Regions from separate parts of the Mus musculus genome. Here region 2 is linked to region 1. A link is a contact called in public HiChIP or PLAC-seq data. All regions are on one chromosome and are shown on one strand. Each heading gives the region's core, a stretch centred on a gene start, on an enhancer-like site or on the middle of the called end of the contact. The rest is flanking DNA. Distances are from core to core; before and after follow the strand shown. Region 1 overlaps Lurap1l (leucine rich adaptor protein 1-like). Region 2 has its middle 150 kb from the start of Lurap1l.

The links. HiChIP or PLAC-seq counts read pairs in DNA pulled down with a chosen protein or histone mark.
Region 2: a contact with region 1 is called in a CTCF HiChIP or PLAC-seq map of the NIH/3T3 cell line, with 17 read pairs. The contact joins two enhancer-like sites. A contact is called at or near these places in 2 of 15 datasets of contacts at CTCF or cohesin (both in the NIH/3T3 cell line).

What each region holds. Positions count from the first base shown.
Region 1 is chr4:80,948,312-80,952,943 of GRCm38.p6, forward strand. The region is part of intron 1 of Lurap1l (leucine rich adaptor protein 1-like); the gene reads left to right. Among named protein-coding and RNA genes, the nearest start is that of Lurap1l, 40 kb to the left of the region's middle. Within about 2 kb of position 2,185, at least 84 of the 459 cell types and tissues checked have an H3K27ac peak or open chromatin away from gene starts, as enhancers often do. A contact at or near this core is called in the NIH/3T3 cell line, where this site is marked.
Region 2 is chr4:81,057,271-81,061,902 of GRCm38.p6, forward strand. No RefSeq gene overlaps it. Among named protein-coding and RNA genes, the nearest start is that of Lurap1l, 150 kb to the left of the region's middle. Within about 2 kb of position 2,336, at least 45 of the 459 cell types and tissues checked have an H3K27ac peak or open chromatin away from gene starts, as enhancers often do. A contact at or near this core is called in the NIH/3T3 cell line, where this site is marked.

The sequences.
Region 1 (4,632 bases), core at 935-3,434:
AGAACTTGGGTTAAAAGGTTTGCACAGCAAATAATTTTATCTTATAACCTAGAACATAATTTTAATTTTTATTACATGGTGAGAGTCTAAATTTTTATTATCATACCATTTCTGGTAAGCCAAGTAAAATTCATGTTGACTTTGAACTTCAGTGTTTAATTGCAAGCTTTTTGCTAGCTACACTTCATGCTGAAGCTATTGAGCAGCAATTGCCTGTATTGTTATGGCCCATATGATTTCCTCATAGCAGAAATGACTTATTAAACACACAATCTCAAGGAAGAAAAAGAATATGCTAGGATGGAAAGAAACCCTGGGAATTTACAGGAGTGCAGCAATGTCTTCTTATACTGTGTTATCTGAAGTTGAACCTCAGTGGGAAACAGAGGAGACAAGCACACAAGGCTTGGGCCAAATTCAGTCTCAGTGAACGGGATTTCAGAACTTGCCTTGACATTTCTATCAAGCCATGTAGCTCATAGAGAAATGAATGCAACCTTATGATTTTTCTTTGTTTTGGGGAATTAGAAGTCCTACACACCAACTTGTTTACCTACAGACCATAGGTAGATTATGTCAAGGGCAGACTTAAACCTGGGATCATATTCCACCTTGAGTTTTAATTCTCTGATTTAAAACAAATTATTTATTGTTGTTTATGTGTATAGGTGTTTTGCCTGCATGTTTGTCTGTGCACCACTTATAGGCCCAGTGCCCTAAAATCTCCTGGAACTGGAGTTAAAGATGATTTTTAAGTTACCCTATGGATGCTGGAAACTTAACTCTAGTCCTTTGGAAGAATGGCCAGTCCTGTCTATCACTGAACCATCTCTCCAGTCCTCTCAGTTCTTTGGTTAACTGAAAAATTGATTGTATTCTTCCTTGAACTTTGTCATGCTAATCCATAACTTTTGCATTCTGTCAGAGGAAAAGGACCCTTTGGGGCCAGTGAGATGGCTCTGGTAAATGTCAATAAATAAGTTTTCTGCCAATCTCAATGACCTGACTTTGATCTGTGAGACTCACATGGTGGGGCTGATGCTTGAATGACTTTTACTTATGTCTAGGACACCTATAACCCCCACCCTCTACACAGATCAATACATTAGTAAATAAATGTATTTTGAAAGTGGTTTTGAAAAGAATTGTTTGGAAGAAAATATACCTTGAAAACTGTATTATTGGGAATTGCTGCTCTTTCTAGGTCCTTCATTTCAAATTTTCTATAAACCCAGTCCATCACTTGTCAGAAACAACAGGAAAGTTTCAGCACTTTCCCCAGAGGCCAAAGGTGAGTTTGGCATAACCCTTAGGGTTGGAAGACTCAGCCTAAAGACAAAATACACAGCAGGAATTATAAAGATCAGAATAGGGTGTGGGGAATGAGAAGAGAAAGAAGATACTGACATCACTTTGAATCAGTTGGTCCAGACACTTGTACTGGGGAAGGAAAGATGAGGTTTGTTTGGTTTCTTTGTTCAATTCCTTTCACTGGGTGTTTGCAGAACACCTGTGCTGTGCTAGGACAAGTTATCACCCCTGAGCAAACAGAATCATGTGTGCACTGTGACTCAGAGCTTGAAGTCCGCTTCCCTTTTGAATGCTATCTTATACTCTGTAAATTTAAGGTAGGGAGAGTCTATACCAGTTACTCAGTGCCAGAGTCACGTGAGTGAATAGACACAGGATTATCTGCTGGGGAATGCTTCAGTCCTATGGTTTTTTATTCCTGATGACTTTTTTCTTTTCAAGTCCTATACCACCAGCCCACACAAAGCCCCAGTGTTCTGAAGGGGTCCAATCTGGTGCATAGCTGGTGTCCAATTATTGGACATATTTTGACCAAGTAGCTATTATGTGCCACGTACTCCTCTAGGACTTAGCAAGCAGTGGTAATTAGGCAGACCAAGTTCCTAGTACTCAGAAACTCCTTTACACACAAGTAATAAATTGGTTTCAGCAAGTCATAAATATTAGGCAGGAAACAATAGTCATGAAACTCGGTCTAACTGGGCTTGACGACTGGGCATGACTAATCAGGAATGGGTTCGACGTGCTGATAACATGGAAGCTCTGAGCTTGAGGAGGGCCCCAACTGGCAATATGCTCAGAATAAAGTCACAGGACTCTAACAGCCTAGATGAGAAAAGCACGGGCTCCTGCCACTGTGTAAAGCTACTCTGTTTTTGGTGCAGTTATGGCAAGGACTGAGATGAATCATAGCATGAAAAGGGTCGGGCAGTCATTGGAGTAGCACTGTGACTCAGTTTTTGGTGGATTACTAATTCTCCCAAGGTTCATCAATACTGTAACCATACCTTAGTTCTGGAAGAAAGCCACGAGTAACAGACAAGAACTCCTGGAACAGACCAGCAGCCAACCACAGAAATCAGCACACCCAGCAATCTGGAAGAGACTGTTTACTGTCCCGGGGGACAAAGGGATAGACACACATCTATAATCATTATTTATGTGAACAGGTTTTTAACCATGATACTTCCCCCGCCCTCCCCAACAGTGACTCAATAGACTCTGAATGTTTTGCTTTTAGCAGCAAAAGATTTCCTTACTTGAATCATTTCATGGTCAAAGGAAGCTTTTGTTCCTTCATAGTCTGCTTTCTTTTTCTTCTTATTGATCAATTAAATTGAAAAATATATATATATATTAGATGCTACCACTATACAAGACCAAAATTGCTGATAGAAAATTAACCCTTGACTCATGTTATTTCTGAAAGCCTGAGTTTATTAATTTATTAAGAGCTGATATGTCAAAGATCTTAAAATATGGCTAAAATTTTAAAAAGTGTTTAGGAAAGACTTTGCAATTTAGTAGAGCAGTAAGAATGGCTTTCCTAATAACAATATGAACTAACCAATACCCACAGAGCTCGTGTCTCTAGCTGCTTATGTAGCAGAAGATGGCCTAGTCAGCCATCATTAAGAAGAGAGGCCCCTTGGTCTTGTAAACTTTATATGCCCCAGTACAGGGGAACACCAGGGCCAAGAAGTGGGAGTGGGTGGGTAGGGGAGCAGGGTGGGGGAGGGTATGGGGGACTTTTGGGATAGCATTTGAAATGTAAATGAAGAAAATACCTAATAAACAATTGGGAAAAAAAAGAATGACTCTCCTAAGGGGCTTATTTGCCTAACTGAGACATATATACACACATATTTGTAATATATATCACAAATCAGTCTACTATGCAATGGCACAAAATTCAGCAATGTCGTAAGATAGAAACCTAAAGTGCTACAGAAGCTTCTTGGATCAACATGGGGGACTAGAGTCAGTAAGCTGGGAAAAGTCCACCAAGAAAAACGAGGAGGGTTTGGAGAAATGATAAATGATGATGGTCCGTAAATGCATGCTCAGAGCTCAACCCAGGTGGGGTGTTTTTATGGGTGAAGCAGGCATTTGGGAGCAGGCATCTGTTTTCCATTTGCAAAGTTGTTGGGAGAAGATCCTGCTGGTCTTGCTCCATGCGTGTAATGGCATGGGAAGGTCCTTCAGCTTCAGAGGCTGGCTGAAGAGTACCAGTGTGACCCAGTGGTTTTCTTTGCTGATCAGTGGATCCATGTGCATTGTTATATTTGTAGATACTGGTATTATTTGTGATTTGAACTCTGTCTTGATGACCTATAAGGTCTGTGGGTAAATTTGAACACAAAGACTTTCAGAAAGTCTCTGTCTTGGTCATAGTCATTGCAAGGTTATTGAAGCAGCATAAAGTAATTAAAAAATAAAGTTTGAGACTTGCTGAGTTCATACCCTTTTGTTTGGAACATCATAAAAAGTACTGATTTTAACCTGTTACTGCTTGTATAATTATGCATATTACTAAGAAGATGCAGAAGTTGCCCCAGTACAGGGGAACACCAGGGCCAAAAAGGGGGAGTGGGTGGGTAGGGGAGTGGGGGTGGGTGGGTATGGGGGACTTTTGGTATAGCATTGGAAATGTAAATGAGCTAAATACCTAATAAAAATGGAAAAAAAAGAAAATTCAAAAAAAAAAAAAGAAGTTGCTTTAATATCTTAGAGAATTTTAAAAGTGTGCCTTGTACTTCTTAGTTTTCCATTTATGTTTTTGTTACTTTTTGTAAATTGTACTCTAGAGTGGAACTGTTTTCTTTCTTCTCTGTCTGTCTATCCATCTGTCTATCTCCCTGTCTGTCTCTTCTCTCTGTAACTTTGCCTACCCATTAGTGTTGAACCCAGAACACTATGGGCAAGCACTCTATACACCTAACACTGTTCCCACTGGCTCTCTGGTGAAGGAGATTTTATCCATCCCTGTTTGTTCACACATTCACTTTTCACCTTCAGTTATGAATTCACTCCTCAGCAGGAAGTCCTTTTGCATGAAAGCACATTTCTGATGACAATAGGTTTCTGTTTGTGGTTTGAGTCACTCAAGAATGAATGCCTTTGATAATTCTTGAGACCTACATATCTGAATTAGCTCTAGGTCTTAAAGAGAGAATTGGCATGGCCAGTCTTTGGGGTTACTATGGCCAGTGGAAGGATGGGATTTATTTTCAAAACTGTAATGAATGTGAGTAGGCCCTCTTGTGGCCAGCCAGTTTGTTTAACCTTAAAAGCAAATGAATTATCCTAGTGTTCTTTATG
Region 2 (4,632 bases), core at 1,086-3,585, 110 kb after region 1:
TACTAAAAGGAGAATTTTGGAAAGCTTTGCTGGAGTTGGCCAGTTTTTCCTTTGGTCCAATGTTCCAGATTTTTATAATACATCTGGAGTGCAAAGATTTGGCTGGTTTTTCATCCACTATAATAATGAGGCATTTATTGAGAAAAGATGTCAAACAGAACAGCTTTCCATGTGATCAAATGCATACATTAGCAACCAATACTCTTAAAGCAAGCCACAACCGAGTTTACAAAATGTCCAACATGAAATATGAATAGTGTCCAACTCTAAAAAGATGACAACATGTAAAACCAAACTTCTTACTCCAACGGTGTCTTGAATATAAGGTGAAGCTAGAATTTGACCAGCTATTTACTTTTTAGAAATAAAAGAACCTAATAAAAGAACAATAATGTGAACTCATCTTCAAAACTCAGCAGTAATGCAGGAAGAAACAAACCAGCCTATTTTTAAGGCAGACACAAATAAACATTATGTGTTTTCTTTTTTGCTTTGTACCCAGGGTTACAGAGCTTCTTGTTTTTTTGTTTTTTTGTTTTTTTCACAAATCTCCAAGGATCATATTTTTGGGACTTCTAATATCAGTCCTCTGATATTATAAATTCTGGGTCTAGTAACATAGCTACAGTAGTAGCTACAGTTTCCACCTATCTTCTCACTGTGATCCACTTCTATCACCAAGACAGACTTCCAGCTTCCACATAATCAGGAGCAAGAGGCCTGCGGAGGAAAGTGTTCAAATACTGTTTCAGTACACATTTGCTCAGACAATATGCCATGTTCCTCCTTCATGAATGTTATACCCATAAGTTCTGTGAACAATATTGTAAAGTATGTAAATATTTATCTAAATTTTATTGGCAAGGGAATTACACAATAATGTTATTTAAGCCTTTCCATTCAATTCAAGAAACCTTTACTGTGTATTGACTATTTTTAAAGCAACGCAGATGGCATTGAAAATTCAGGGAATATGGTGCAGTACCTGCCCACAGTTTGTCTCTGCGCTCTAGAGAACCCAAAACAAGGGGATACTGAATGGAAGCTATTGCATGATAAGGCTTGGTTGCACAAGCATGAGAAAGCACAGATGATGTCTAGTTCCTTCTAGGGCTAGGAAGACTTAAGAATGGAGAAATGTCCAGCTGGACAGCAGAGTCTGGCCAGAAATTTAGTCTCAGGGAGAAGAGCCAATCAGATTACACCAACCTCTGGATTCCTTAAGCATGTTTAATCAAATGAGCTATTTCCATGATGCACAGTCTTTCTCTCTCTCTCCATGACTCCAAATATCACAAAAGTGCTGGGCCATGCTCAAGACCCTTAGTGCTCAAGGAAGGTACTACAGTACTGCTCCTGGTGCTGAGTTCCACCATTTTGGACAAAAGTTTCTGTGTGTTCCTAACTTAAGGATCCTGAACACCTACCTTCTTTGCACTGAGCAGCATCTTCTATGTATCTCCATAGACTTATGATAGATGAAGCCGACTTTACCTTCTGTCATCTGATAGTTATTTTTACCCACTTAGAAGGCTTAAGTGTATTCTCTAAAATGCTGGGGGAATAATGTGCTAGTGGAAAAGATGATTTCAATATTCGGGGGAAAGTACAGTTTTTGCTGCCAACTGGATCCCCTAATAAAACTGGAAAGCAAAGCAGTTGGCTGAGAAGCCAGGTGAGAACACTTGGGGGAAGCCAGGCCCCATCGGAGCCTCCTGTGAGTCTGGCACAGAGCTGTGTTGCCAGGACCCGCATGTGCATCTCTGGCTCACAGGAAGCCACACATGCTTTTGGAGAAAGCCAACGGAAAAAGAGCAAGGAACATTTGACAGCATTTGCATTCCTAGTCTCTGGATTTTGCAGGCTTAGTTCCATTATTTGGACTTAAAGTCTGGGTTGTGGTAATTCTTAAGCGCAGTCACCAGTGTTGATCACATGCTATCATCAAGTGAAACATGTTTTAAAGTAAAATGAGATATTAATGAAAATGAATCCAAATGCTTAATATGCCTGAGGTTTAAGGCATAGTGCAATCCTGTCAGTTTATTTCAATTTGGTGAACAAATCTTAACAGATTTTTCAATACTGTGCAAGCAAAATATTGATCGAGAGGAACATGCTCTTCTCAGATGTGAGGGTCGTGAGCACTGTACTTCTGACTGCTGTGTTCCTCAGCCCAGGGCCCAGACACTGAGGGGAAAATCTGCTTGGATGTACCAGCATTTGGTGCTGAAGTATGAGTTCCCAGCCTTGATGCCTGGAGTGTACAGATCAGAGCTGGGAAGACAGCCTGCATTCAAGTTAGAAGCGGGTGGCAGTCATGACTGGGGAATGTAAGGACAAGAAGCCAAAGAAAACAGAATGCTCAGACAGCCAATAAAGATGAAGGTCTAAGTAGACAGGGAAGGAAGGACTGCTGGGGTGAAGAACAAATGTTTGATTTTAATGCAGCTTCAGTACTTGGGTGGATTCACTGAGTGCTTATAGCTACAAGCAACAAAATTACTCTGCTAACTGTGATTTAAGCCCCAGGCTCACATGACACAAACTCTTGGCCTAGGCAGAAATCTTCACTGGCTTAGCTTTCTGCCTCTGCAGGGCTCCAGGTCCACATCGCCAATGGCCCTCTAGACATTCTTCTGATGGCTGTAGATGACTAGAGCCACAAGCCTTGTCAGCACATGATTGTGCTCAAAACCAGCAACTGCCCAGGACACAAAAAGCACCTGTAGTTCCCTTAAGTTGGGGAAGATGAAAACTTCTCCCAGAAATATATAGCTCGCCTACTAGATCAGGATCTCTGGTGACACTGGAGCTTTACTTGCATTGACCCCTTGCTCACTGCTCACTATCATTATCATCCTGCCTGGGAATGCATGAAAAGCTGACTATGACCATGAGAATGGAGGGCTCAGAGAGGATGCTAATAATAAACCCGTTCCTTCTGTGGTGGGGTTATGGTCTCACACCCTCTCCTATTCCTGTTCCTCTGGGAAACAGGATTGAGCTACAGCAGATTTTGTGGGTTGGATCTCATGTGGAGAGCTGAACCGCATCTAGGAAAATTTTTCCCACCGGGATCAATTAGGTAAGAATACTTGGCAGAAATGTATCCAGAATGTCCAAAAGCAATGAGGCCAAAATCTATAGTTGGGAAATATTTTAAGGATAATTTCCCATAATTGAGACTAGATCCCAATTGAGAATATTAACCAGTGTGAAGGATGTGGTAGATTAGATCAAGTGGTTAGTAAAATGTTTTAATAGTTTTTTTTCCTTAATGACAATATGTAAGACAGCATTCTACCTAATTCTCATAATTAATTTAATATTCACGTATTGTTTCACTTAAATTCTGAAACTCTGAAATGGACAGTACAGATGGCCCTGGTAGCAGGTGAGAAAACTGCTATCTGTTAGAAATCTGTTAGAATCTTCCCAGTGTCACATGAGCAGCAAGTCATGGAGCTAAGACTCAATGCAGGAAACAGATTTCACCAATCATAACTTTGTTCCAGTATTCAGGGAATCAGAAATTCTAGAGTACTGATGGGGGACCTTGATCATTATGGTCATTGTGCTATTGAGTGTTTTGAAAAGCCAACCATCTTCAGGTGGTCAGTTGTCATTCTTCTGTTGTTAGAATGGATGTGAAACATCTAAATATTTTAGTATCTATCTTAAAGTAGCAGGATCAGGAAAGCACATTCACATTACATGTACTAAATACAGATAGAATTTTAAACTAGGACATTTTTATAATTTTCCAGAAGTCTTAGGTATGACTCCTAATGTGAATAACATGAGGGGCTGCCCTGCCATTCCACCAAGAGATGGGTAGGTAGCGGTTTCTATCCAGTCACCACTTGTGGCATTTGGAGACACAGGAAAGTGAACCTCCCACTCTCAGTAGGAAGCGGAAATAACCTTGATCCAAAGAACAAGATGAAGCTGGGAAAGAGATAAATTTGGTCTCATTTATATGGTCTCACATTCATCATTGCTGATTAGCCTTACTCAGTGGAGAAATGCTTGGGTCAGTGGAGGTAGGACAGCAGCCTACAAGCCAAGAAAAAATATGAAATGAGCAGAGGGATGAGAGTGAGGGCTATGCTCTAGGAGACTGGCACTAGCATAGCAGTGCTTCGAGAAGATGAGTTAGTCATGAAGTGAAGCATTCCTTCTGTGATCTGTGGGTAAATGGAAATAGCCAAGGCTGAGTAGCTTCTACATTCTCAGTCATGATCAAGAAGCACTGACTATCAATGAACCAGGAAAGCCCCCATTCCAAGTGGAAATATGAGTGATCTAGTAATTCGAGTGTTTAAATGAATATTCCCAGGATCAAAATGTAGCAAAGATAGCTTAGCTGATAATGTGATGGCTATACAAGTAAAAGGACCTGAATATGTTTCCCAGGATTTGAAAGGGGGGGGGGGATTGAGAATACACCATTCCTAGAAGAATGTTGATGTTGGTTACAGAAGATTCAGAGAATCAATTCCCCTGAGGGCATCTTCAGGGGAAGTAAAGCTGATAGTGGAGGTATAGCTTTAATCCATTCTCTGGGAACCTAGGAAATTTCCATTCCTCTTAATAACGTACCTCTCAGGCTCTATTTTCAGATTGCTT